2 separate regions of the Danio rerio genome follow, and region 1 is linked to region 2. Evidence: chromatin contacts called from public Micro-C data. All regions are on one chromosome and are shown on one strand. Each heading gives the region's core, a stretch centred on a gene start, on an enhancer-like site or on the middle of the called end of the contact. The rest is flanking DNA. Distances are from core to core; before and after follow the strand shown.

Region 1 (5,967 bases), core at 1,023-3,522, 120 kb after region 2:
ATCATGGCCTCCCAAACATCCCATCCACCGAATTGGCTCTATCACTGTCTCTCCACTCCACCTAAAGCTGGTGTGTTGTGAGCGCACTGGCTCCGCTGTCCTGTGGCTGTGGAGAGACCCTCCCTCATGATTGTGTAGTACGTTGGGTGTATGGCCATACATGATAAATGCACCATAAAAATACACATTACGTTTCTAGAGATTGCAAATTATTTAGCCAGAGCTACGTATGGCTGCATTTTGTCTTGAAAACGAATGCTATCAGGTGGTATGATGCCGTTCCTGTTTTCGCTTACCAGCTAAGCGCTTACCTCCATATGGACGGCTTTTCCTCTGTTACCAGTTTGTCTAGTTAGCTCGACATGTATGTCAGCAGGCTTGAGACGCAGAGCGGAGTTGACCATGAAAACGGGGTTTAAGTCCGGTGAAGAACAGTTCCAGAAAGCATGTTAGACAAAAGCAAAAGCTACAAAATAAATTTAACAAGTAGATAACAGGGTGAGAATGTGGTAAAATCCAAAAATGTGTTAAAAATAAGGGGGCTTTTCTTTTTTTGTAATGCTTTTATAAACACTGCAGTTGGGTTTAGCAAAGTGGGTGGGCAGATCAATCTGTGCTTTATAAAACACTATTGGTTGGGTTTAGTGAAGAGGGAGTGTGGGGGTATCGGTCGGTCAGTCAGTCAGTCGACAGCGGCCTCTGGTGGATTTTCGTGAGAACAGCTGGCATGAATGGCACGCGCAGTGGGCACTGGTGGACTCGCAAAAATAAAAACTGCAAAAAAACGTAGCTCTTGGAACGTATTTTGCTCTCTCCAGAAATGAATATTGGGCTATGTAATCAGAATGAGCCTGGGTTGGAAAACACTTTTGTAAAGTATTAAAGTGCAAATGAATTATATAATCCATTATAAGAAAAACACAAATATTTTAGGAATGTTAAACTTGTTTAAAATGAAAACCTGTAAACAAATGAACTGCCTGGCACATTCAACTTCTCTCAGAAATCTGAATATGGCCAACCGAATAATAAGCAAATAAAACATAATAATAAAATTCATACCAATCGTTGTAGCTGCCCTTTGGCATCCATGAATGAGACCGAGAGTTTTTGACAGGTGCCTCTTTCTTTTTTTTGCTCAAGAAGAGAACCATTCAACTGTCGCTGCATAGCACCATGAAACTGCACAAAGAAACAACAAAAATCAATGAATACAACTTGTATACAGAAAAATATGACAAAGATACAATGTAAAGAGAATTATATGAAAACTAAACGATATAAAGTATATAAAGTCAGTATATACAGAAAAATATGACAAATAAAGATACAATGTAAAGAGAATTACATGAAAACTAAACGATGATGTATTTAAAGACAGTTTGAAACAACTAATAAAAAGGCAGAACTCACAATGACACACCTTGGGTGTCTAGAAAGGCGCCATTTACAAATAAAACAAACTATTATTATTATTATTATTATTATTATTATACATACAAACAAACTGGCTCAAATTAACAAATTCACAATCCTTCACTCCCAAAGGATTCTAGGATTTAAATAGAGCAAGATTAAGACTACTTTCTTCATAAAGCGCTACTCATCTCTATGAACTGCACAGAAACAGGTATCCTCTTTGCTCTGCCAGTTTGACTAACCTATTTGTTACCCGGACTACGAAAAACATGTGACATGCTCTAATGCTCTCAACAAATTAAAAGTGGTATGATCATTTAGTTATCACTTACAATCGTGTTATTCAAATACAAGTTTAAATTCACATTTTAAGCCTCTTTTGTAAAAAAAAAAAAAAAAAAAAAAAAAAAAAGTTTTTTTGGTTACTTTTTGTTTTAAATATAAGGTCCAAGGTTAGGAATTTCTCCATTTAACATCATTATATAATAAAAGCTGCCTATATATACAGCAGCTGGTTGTTGGAATGATTGTTTGCATTTGCCAAACTGATTGCTGACGTCAAAAACTCTGACTGTAACAGTAAATAATGCGAATGTTGCTTACTGCCACAATCATTATGTTGTCTTTTGTCATTGAATTGGCAATAAAAGTGTATCTATGAATTATAGTATAGATTTGATTATATGTGAACTTCAGAATCTAACTGATTTCTTTTGTTAATTTACAGTTCTGTGAGTGACGTGAGTTTGAACATACAGTACATCCTCTTATCACATATTGTTTTTCATCCAACATGATGTGAAATATGCATGAGTTGGTATCTGTCAGCCATCAGTACATGCTTGAGGCTGTAATCCTGTAAAGGTGTGAAAACCTATAATTACTCAAATGGCTGTGTTTATTTGTCCTACTTTTGAGCACTGCGAGTTGAAGAAAGCTTGGTTTGTGGCGCCATCTAGGGGACATTAACTGTGCTGCATTCAATACAGACTTTCAAAAAACCTACTTTGTGTAAATATAGGGTATGCATGTTGTTGGTTGATTTCAGCTGGTGGTGAATGGAACAGAGTCCACAACTCTGCTGACAGGACTGTCCTCACAAACACAGTACCATCTATCCATCTTCCCCGTCTATGAGAATAAAGTGGGCTCCGCTCTCAGAGGCACCTTCACCACATGTGAGTTTCAGCTTAGTCTATATATAAAATGTATTCAGATATTTCTCAAGTGCTGTTTCATGGAGCTGAGTTTTTTCAACACATTTTAAACAATAATTCACTAAAAACTCATTTTTAGCCCATCATTGAGTCTATTTATTTAGTTGTGTTAATGTGTGTAAAATTTATATTTATTCAGTTTTTAAATAAATTTAACTAATATTATTGTTATATAATAATAGTAATGTTAAAATGTTCATATGATTTATTTACAATACAGTTTGTAAATTATGTTCTGTTTCTTACCAGATATATTATATAAGAGGCTTGCTTTGTTTACCAAACAAGTGGATCTAATTGGGTTTGCATTGTAAACATTAAATAAAAGTAAAAAATGTTTTATTTTTATTGTATATTTTAAGTTTTAGTTATGATACTCCCAAAATCATTTTTACAAAATTCTGTGTGAAATAGCAAAAAATGTCTGGCACTACTAATAATTCTAATTCCTACTAATTCTTTTGTGTTTGACATGATAACAATACATACGAATTTATTAAGATACTAGTGGCTTAAAGTGGCATATAAAGTCTTAACTAGGTCAACTAGATACGTTAGGTTAATTAGGCAAGTCGGACAACATTGGGTTTTTTTCTGTAGCCAATCAAAAAATAATATTAATCTTAAGGGACCTAAGAATATGGACTTTACCTCTTTATTTTATACATTTTAACTGTATTTTTTGTTCAAGGCAAACTTTAAAAAATAAGATTTTTTCCTGAAATAAAATAAATATGTAATAGTGAAAAAAAAAATCCAATTACTGAAAAATGCTTTGAAAATATATCCTTTTTTATCCTTGCTCAATTGGGAATTATTTTTAAAAGAATTGCAATTGCAAAAGAGGCTAATGATTTTGTTTTCAAATCTGTTGTTAGGACTCTGGTCTAGGGTGACAAGGATGTAATATAAAAACCACTGGACAAATAAAATCACTTTTAAGAACCCTTGGGGTGGGCTCAGTTTATTTGTTAGTTTTATTCTTTTTCTTTTTCAAACACCCAAAATGTGAAGCCAAATAGCCACAGAAAAAAATAAACAAGAAATATCGCCTATCTATACACCCAAATAAATACATACATCTAACAAAATAACAGAAATAAAATACAAAACTACATCTGTCTTTCTAACGATATATAAAAACAAGAGAAAATATTTACAGAAAAGAAAAGTGTGGCATCCAACTCCTACTGCTTCTCACCGTGTATATACAAAGTACAGTACTTACAATAACAACAAACAAACCCAAAACAAAATTACAAAGGGGGAACACAGATGGTTAAACAACAAACAAACAAAAGTCAAACTTTACACTCACACAAACCAGGAATACACAATCAAAAAAATAACACATGCAGCTATATTTTTCTACTGCACCAAATGCCAAACAACACGCCAAGCAACCCGCTCTCTCTAGCTCCACACTTGTTCCACTTTTTAAAAAGCGTTCTGGGTCACTCCAGCCAATCCCAGAGTACGTCGCCAGGCGTAATTAGGGTGGGGCTTGTGGAGAGAGAGAGAGAGAAAAAGAGAAAGAAGGCGAGGGGGGGAAACGAGACACACATACACTTGCGAACGCAACACTATATACAGTGTTGATAGTTTAAAATCCCAAGACCAAACTGATCTGCAGTTTAAAATTAGGGAAACCGAAAATTCTGTTTCTTGCCTGTACACCTGGCACTTATAAATTATTTTTAATTTGACACATTACATTTGTTTGTCTGTTAAATGCATACAAAATCTTGCTGGTCAAGTGCAGCTGACTTTAAAACAGAAAGGGGAAAAGTAATTTTGAAACTGTGCTATAATAAATCCTCTTCTCTTTTAGTACCGTTGGCAATCCCTGAGGCTCTGGAGGTCACAGCCTCCTCTGCCAGCAGTCTGCGGGTGCGCTGGCAGCCGGCTGCTGGAGCCACACAGTACATGGCCTTATACTCAGCACTCAATGATGGAGAGCCTGATGATGCCAAAGAGGTGAGTGCAGGATTGTGTGTCATGTCACCATGTGGCTCTTATTTTAATATAATGGTTTTGTGGTTTTCTTTTTTGTGCCAGGTGAAGTTTGGACCTGCTCAGACAGATGTTGAATTGGTGGATTTGATCCCATCCACGGATTATTCAGTCACACTTTATGCACTGTATGATGAGGACCCCAGTGACCCAATCACAGCCATCGGCACCACATGTAAATCGATTTGTTATACACTGATACAGAAATATACATCTCTCCACATCTATACACTGGTTTACATTTAATAACATATATGTGAATATATAAATATATATATATATATATATATATATATATATATATATATATATATATATATATATATATATATATGTCTCTGTGGAACTCAACATCAACAAAATCTCGTAGATTATTATTACATATTATTTTATGTAGTATTTTGACACTCCTGTCATTCAGTAATGAATGTTAAAACTGTACAGCAATTTTATTTTCAGATAAGATTGCAAAGATTTTTTTTCAGTTGATATTGAGCTGTTATTTGTAATTTATCAGGGATTTATAAAGTATAAATAGTGCTCACTTTAGATTAGGACACAAAGAACATGAAATATGAACATACAAAGTGTAAATGTATACATCCCAATCCAAATAGTTTATTAATCATTTACTTACTCAATCTGAATTATTATCTTTAAAATTGTGTTAAAAAAAAAACTTCTCTTTGATCAACAGCACTTATTTTTTGCATATACCTGTATATATTTTGAACATTTATTTCACAGAAGGGCTAATAATTTTGTCTCAACTGTATATTAAGTTGTAACTTTATTGAAATGATTAAGGGTAAGTAAATAGAGACTAGTAGAATTTTTATTTTTGACTTGAACTTATCCTTCGATAATGTTGCAACAGAAGGTAATCGAGAAAACAAACTCACATTGCCTTCATTTTCATCACTAATCACCATAATATGCAGTAAACCAGAAATAGATACAGCTGCTTCACCTGGTATTTTAAAAGCCAATTTGCTACATCAACTTTTAAATTCCTAGAGATAAAGATAAAGTGGAGTGGAAATTGTAAATTATTTGACAGAAAAAGAACACAGAATCATTTTGAATCAGTTGAAGTTAAACTGAAGAGAATTCACATCTTTCACTAATGTCTTTTGCTCATTTCCTCTGCAATTTCTCCATATTTTTCCAGTCCCATTGCCCTCTCCGCTCAGTTTGCAGTTTCCCATGGTCAGTCACAGCACTCTGATGGTCACTTGGGTCCCTGGAGCTGTCGATGTTCCCGCCCACCGGATCATTTACAGCACCAATCACGGCAGTGATGTCAAGCAGGTGAACA
Region 2 (6,683 bases), core at 232-2,731:
TTGGAGTCTAGGTGAAGATGCCCCCTTTTTAGTCATTTATTATTCTGGTGGTGATTAAACGAGGCAATTATCCTCAATAATACTAAACTGAATAAATGCCAGAGAAGTTGTTTAGTTTATTTTTAGCGTGTTGCAGTGCAGTTGCTAGGATGTTGAGCCAAAGTAAATGTGGCCAAAATAAATTGAAATCAAACGGAGTAAGTCCTCTAATTTCGTCACATTTCAGCGTTTTTAAATAAAATATGTAAACACTGTGTGTGTGCGTGCGTGCGTGCGTGCGTGCGTGCGTGTGTGTGTGTGTGTCTGTGTGTGTGTTTAGTTCTGTTTTCATGTGTCACTCCCTACCTCCTTACACTGAAAAAAGTGTTGCATGCAGAACTGTCGCAAACAATTTATTTGTGATTTTAAACAATCAAATTAAATTAAATAATATTCAACTTAATTTGTTTGTTTAAATTCAACACAATTAAATTGCTTACAACCACTTAACATACAAAAATTGAGTAAATCCAAGGAATCATCTTTGATTAATTTTTTTCAGTGTAGTTTACCCTTATTGTCTTGTTAGTCATTCATTAATTGTCTCCACCTTCTCATCAGTAAATTAATTGTTTCCTCATGTACTTACACCCTGTTCTGTTCGTCCCTTTTAGTCAATAGTGATTTTTAGCTATCCTCGTAATGTGCCTGTTTTTGTTTTTGTTTTTTAGCTTGTTTTTGTTTATTATATTTGTGCTTCACTCTATTTCTTGCATATATCTATACATGTTAACAAATTCCCTGGACTTCATCGGCATTCTCTTTGCTCCATTCATGAGTTTCATTCATTCATAAACACTAATTGTAACATGTAAGATTTCAGGGATGTAGATACAAATATAAGTGCTGCTTCCTCCTCATATTTCCCTTGTTTGTGAGGCTGTAGTGCAATTTGTTTTTAAGAAAGGAAAGCTGATTTTTAGTTGTCTGTAAATTGTCAAGCCTTTATTTATTTATTTATTTATTTATTTATTTATTTATTTATTTACTTACTTATTGATTTGCATATATACAGTATTTAATGAGGTTTACAAGTAATGCATGTCAATTGTGATGTACAGCAGCATTGTCACGCTATTATTCTTGCACCAGTTAAAGGAAAATATTTAACACTGGCAACTGTTCTAAAATAAATACAGTTTGGCAACACACAAACTGGTTCTGCCAGTCATTCTAGGCAGAAGAATGCATCAAAACCAAAATAAGCTTTAGTCTTCAGTGCTATACTACATGTTCCTTACATTAAAGTTATACATCATATAACAACTCATTTTCAATACCAGCTGAAATTCTACAAGTTTTTGCATAATTTGAAGTGCACTTACCTATTCAGGCTGTCTGTCTTTGGTTTTAGGTAGGTTTCTGTGGCTTGTGTGCGAGCTATAGTTCAATTCCCTTTACTGTAATACATCACAGAAGTGACTGTCTGCATAACAGCTCATCATTTCCTCATTCCTTTGTCTTTCTGCACCTGAGAGGAAGATTTTTTTTTTTTATCATTACAAACTTATTTGCTCGTAGTTTCATTTTATTTCAAATTCACTTGCTTGATCAAATACCATTTCTCTCCATACAAACTACAACTGTAGGAGACACGTTTGCTTTTTATTTTTATTTGTAATAACTTTTGTTTTAAATCTATTTTGTTGTAAAATGATAAAGGTGTTTATTGTATTTCTCTGAGTATGTGCCCTCTATAGGTGAGAGGAGAAATAAAGATTTATAAGGCAATGCCACCTGGGACAGCCCTGTGGCACAGTTTTTGATCATTTTGAGATTGGCATAGTGGAATCGGCATGGAAGCTGCCTTTAAGTTGTTAGTTTTTATGTAACTATTCACATCATTTTTGATTTAATAAATTTCAGTCGTTTTTTGAACATCAGCCAGTTTGTGTTGGAGCTCTTCAAGCATCTCTGCACCAGCACCTCCCACAGTGGCTAAGAAAAAATTTCAAAGTAAAAAAAAAATAACTTTAGGAAATTTTAATTGTTTTATTAATACAAAATCAATATTATTAATTATTACTTATAAATGCAGCCATGGTGAGCAGGAGAAGCTTATTTTAAAACATTTAAAAATCCTACTGACCCCAAACATTTGACCGATTGTGTATATTCGTTTTGGAGTTGACGCAGTGGCGCTGTAACTCGGGGTGTGACACTGACAACAAAGGTGAGGATCCACGTGCAGGTTTATTAGAATCGTCAGGCAAGCAGTGGTCAATACAGGGGAAAACAGATGTATGAGGGCAATCCAGAGCCAAAGTCAAATTAACAGGCAGATGGCCAGAGGCAGGCAGCAAACAGAATTAAACAAATAAACGAGGCAAAGAATCAAAAATACGGCAAAGGCAGACAAAGAAATCGCGTTGTAGTGTCACTGTAGCAGATAACAAGACTCAGCAACAGCGATTGTTCCTGTGCTGTTTATGTAGTGCAGTAATCAGTCCTTGGGCAGCTTCAGCTGTGGAAGTGTAATCAGTCAGGATCTGGAACATGTGTGTAAACAGAGTGCATGTATGGAGTTGTAGTCCATTAACTGGCGGAATTGTAGTTTGTACGAGTGTGAATGTTTTCCAGCGACCTCTGGTGGTTAGAGATCGCTGGTGATCATGACAGGCACAGTGGTTAGCACCATCACCTCACAACAAGAAGGTTGCTGGTTCAAGGCCCGGCTGAGCCAGTTGGTGTTTCTGTGTGCAGTTTTCACATTCTCCCCATGTTCATGTGGGTTTCCTCCGGGTGCTCTGGTTTCCCTCTATAGTCTAAAGACATAATAAATTGTGGTAAAGCGTATGTGTGAGATTGTGAGTGTATGGGTGTTTCCCAGTGCTGGGTTGCAGCTGGAAAGGCATCCGCTTCATAAAACGTATGCTGGATAAGTTGGTGGTTCATTTCACTGTGGCGACTCCTGATGAATAAAAGAACTTAGCTGAAGAAAAGTGAATGAATGAATGAATGAATAGTGTTGAAGAATTAATGGCTAAATTTGACCGGCCTGGTTACTCGTGCCAATGACAAAAATATTGGGCTGTGGACAAAGTGAAACATGTACTGTTCTCTGATGAGTCCACCATCACTATCTTTTCCACATCCGGTAGAGTTACAGTGTCGAGAAGCCCCAAAGAAGCAACCCAGACTGTTGTATGACCAGAGAAGCATGGGGGTGGATCAGTGATGGTTTGGGCTGCAATATCATGGCATTCCTTAGGTTCAGTACTTGTACTAGATGATCCCGTCTCTGCCAAGAACTACCAAACTATTCTGGAGGACCATGTGCACCCAATGGTTCAAACACTGTTTTGGAGGAGCGAGTCAGGAAACGTTTTTTTCCACCAGCATCACCTAGTGATCTGACCACTATTCAGCAAGAATTGCTCAAAATCTCTCTGGCCACTGTGCTGGACTTGTATCTGTCATTGGAAAGATGAACTGATGCTGTATTAGCCGCAGAAGGAGGCCCTACACTATGCTAATAAATTATTGTGGTCTAAAACCAGGCTTTTCAGTTTCATACTTCAATTCTTATATACTCTATTTACACAAAAACACAATTAACAGCGGTGCTTCAATAAAAAAAGTTTTTTTCAGTGACAAAAAAGTCATCTTTTTATTTGATTTTTATTTAACAGATATAAATGCAAAGCCTTTTGAGAGTCAAGGTCTCTCTTTTCACTCTTATATAAAGAGTTTCCTTTAGATTCAAGGCCTATGTTGTAAGTAAATATATAATACATTTACATTTGTTCCTTTAGCAGATGCTTTTATCCAAAGCAACTTGCAATTGAGAATAAAGAAGCACTTCAAATCACCAGAAGCACTTCAAATCAACCATGCTGGGAAAATATGCAAATTTTGAGGTTGTTGAGTACTGTGATATTTTTGTGATAGAACATTTCCCTAGAGAAAGGCTATTTAAATTTTTATTTTAAACAACGTAATGATAACAATAAAATAAACAGGTAATAGAAAGGGTGTAACCATTCAGACTTTAAACACTATGAATGACTGAAAACTTCAGTAGATATATTGATTCTTATTTACTGTTATTACCCGGCATAGGAGCACCTACTGGGGAGGCAGGTATGAAAATGGTAAAAACCAATTTGATTAAACAAAATTGGTTAAAGGGCCCCTATTAAGCAGTATAGAAGGTCATATTTTGGTTTTGGGGGTCTCCAACAATAGGCCAATATGCATGCAAGGTCTTTCTTTCAAAACACTTTCATTGTATTATAATTTTAACCTAATTATCCCGACTCTCATATGATTTGTTCAGCAATGCATTTTTTCCCAAACCCATCCATTGCATGACACTAATCTGATGACTTAGTCTGTTGTAATTGATCTACTGCATTCAGCGTACTACTAAAATAAACACCCAACAAGCAGCCAGCCATTGTGCAGAGTATGGGTGGATTTCATTTCCTATGCTCTAATCACTTTGGAGGGTCCCTATGAAGGGGTTAGAGAGGTTAGGGATGAGCTCTTTTAAATTTAGTGAAGTGTGTGACTCCAAACAGCTTTCCTGCTCAAATGATAATTTCCTAATGTGTCCATCTTTCATTTTAAAATGGGTGTAGAAGTGACCAGTTTTGATCTCTTCAGTTTGCAATGACACTTCAATATGGCGGTGATTTTGTTCACTCCAATGAGCCCTTCGGAGGGTGATATATCCCGTTTCAAAGTCCAACGCAAGAATGCATTAAAACAATATTGCTCCATTCTTATCACTGGTCCTTGTCTGTGTAAGAATAACTAATTGTGGTCATAGGAATGACAAACACCAAGGGATCCCAAACTCAGAAACCCATTTAAATCAGTAAAGGAAGCATGTATCACTTTCCACACAGTTTTAGATGCGTTATGTGAATTTCCCCCATAAAGAATAGTCTGAGACCAGTTTCAAGTTAGAACACACAATTAGATACATGTTTTGCAAGCTAGATAAAACAAGGAGACAACCATTTTAATCCCACTTACAGGTTGGAATGAAACCTGAAGAAACTGGTCCATATATGAACTGTGTACTGAGAAAGTCCCGGTTGAGGTCTGACGAAGTCCCATACATAATAGTCTTTTGGCTTGGCTTGGCTTGGCCTAAAGTTTGGCTTTGCTATACAGTGTTTTGAAAATTAACTTTACCCATTTATTCTGAAACCATCTCTAGCCATCTAGCCTCATCCTCATTTATGATCAATTCCATTTTCCACACTCCACTAGTGTTTGAAGGTAAGGGAGGGTTCAAGTTTAACCCAGTCCGGTGACTCATATGGCAATGTTTCATAATGGCATCAACAAAATACAGCAAAAGATTTTAGACCTACATGATTCATATAAATGACACTAAGTCATTAATTTTAAACATGGCAGATTTTTAGATTTAAACCTCAACTGGATGTTTTCATTCACTTAGAGCTGTGTTACACAATAAATGGAAGGTAATTTTCAAAAACCCATAATAGGGGCACTTTAGACAACCATGCATGCAATACATACCGACCTTGCCTATCACTATAACGTTGATCTATATATATATATATATATATATATATATGGTGACGGAGTGGTGCAGTAGGTAGTGTCGCTTCACAGCAAGAAGGTCGCTGGATTGTATCTTAGCTGGGTCAGTTGGCATTTCTGTGTGGAGTTTGCATGTTTTCTCCACGTTTGCATGGTTTTCCTCTCCAGTGCTCCGGTTCCCCCACAGTCCAAAGACTAGACTACTAGCGGTAGAGGTGAATTAGGTAGGCTAAATTGTCCATAGTGTATGAGTGTAAATGAGTGTGTATGGATGTATCTCAGAGATGGGTTGCAGCTGGAAAGGCATCCGCTGCGTAAAACATATGCTGGATAAGTTGGCAGTTCATTCCGCTGTGGCGACCCCAGATTAATAAAGGCACAACAAAGCCAAAAAGATGAATGTAGGTATGTATATATATATATATATATATATTGTTAAAGTCAAAATTAATAGCCCCCCTGTTTATTTTTTCCCCAATTTCTATTAAAGGGAGAGAAGACTTTTTCAACACATTTCTAAACATAATAGTTTTAATAACTCATTTCTAATAACTGATTTATTTTATCTTTGCCATGATGACAGTAAATAATATTTTACTAGATTTATTTTTAGACATTTCTATACATCTTAAAGTGACATTTAAAGGCTTAACTGGGTTTGTTAGGATAATCAAGCAGGTTAGGGTAATTAGGCAAGTTATTGAATAATGATGGTTTGTTCTGTAGACTATTGAAAATAATATAGCTTAAAGGGGCTTATAATTTTGTCCTTGAAATAGCATTTAAAAAATTGAAAACTGCTTATATTCTAGCCGAAATAAAACAAATAAGATTTTCTACAGAAGAAAAAATATTATTAGACATACTGTGAACATTTCCTTGCTCTGTTAAACATCATTTGGGATATATTTAAAAAACAAAACAAAAAAATCTAAGGAGGGCTAATAATTCTAAACTCGATTATGGATTATAGGTTATGCCACAGTTAAAGCATTCAAACAAAAAACTGATTTTTAGATTTGGATTATTATGTCGTTGCTAAGGTTTTTAGAGCCTTTTTTCATTCTCATGTGTCTCTCTCTTTTCTCTTTTTTCTCAATCTCATTTACGAAATTAACTCA

Evidence for each region. A called contact is a pair of places that touch in the nucleus more often than the background predicts.
Region 1: a Micro-C map of caudal fin shows a contact between it and region 2, with 2.9 times the contacts expected there. The contact joins the enhancer-like site here to the promoter of si:rp71-17i16.5 in region 2. A contact is called at or near these places in 2 of 18 Hi-C or Micro-C datasets (caudal fin and embryo).

What each region holds. Positions count from the first base shown.
Region 1 is chr23:23,384,714-23,390,680 of GRCz12tu, forward strand. It overlaps a transcript of slc35h1 not described here. Among named protein-coding and RNA genes, the nearest start is that of dpm1, 30 kb to the right of the region's middle. Within about 2 kb of position 2,273, at least 2 of the 62 cell types and tissues checked have an H3K27ac peak or open chromatin away from gene starts, as enhancers often do. A contact at or near this core is called in caudal fin, where this site is marked.
Region 2 is chr23:23,267,913-23,274,595 of GRCz12tu, forward strand. si:rp71-17i16.5 reads right to left here and starts at 1,482. Exons shown (of 11, transcript XM_021473636.3): 1 at 1,365-1,482. All of the region lies in intron 4 of LOC137489118 (a long non-coding RNA gene), which reads left to right.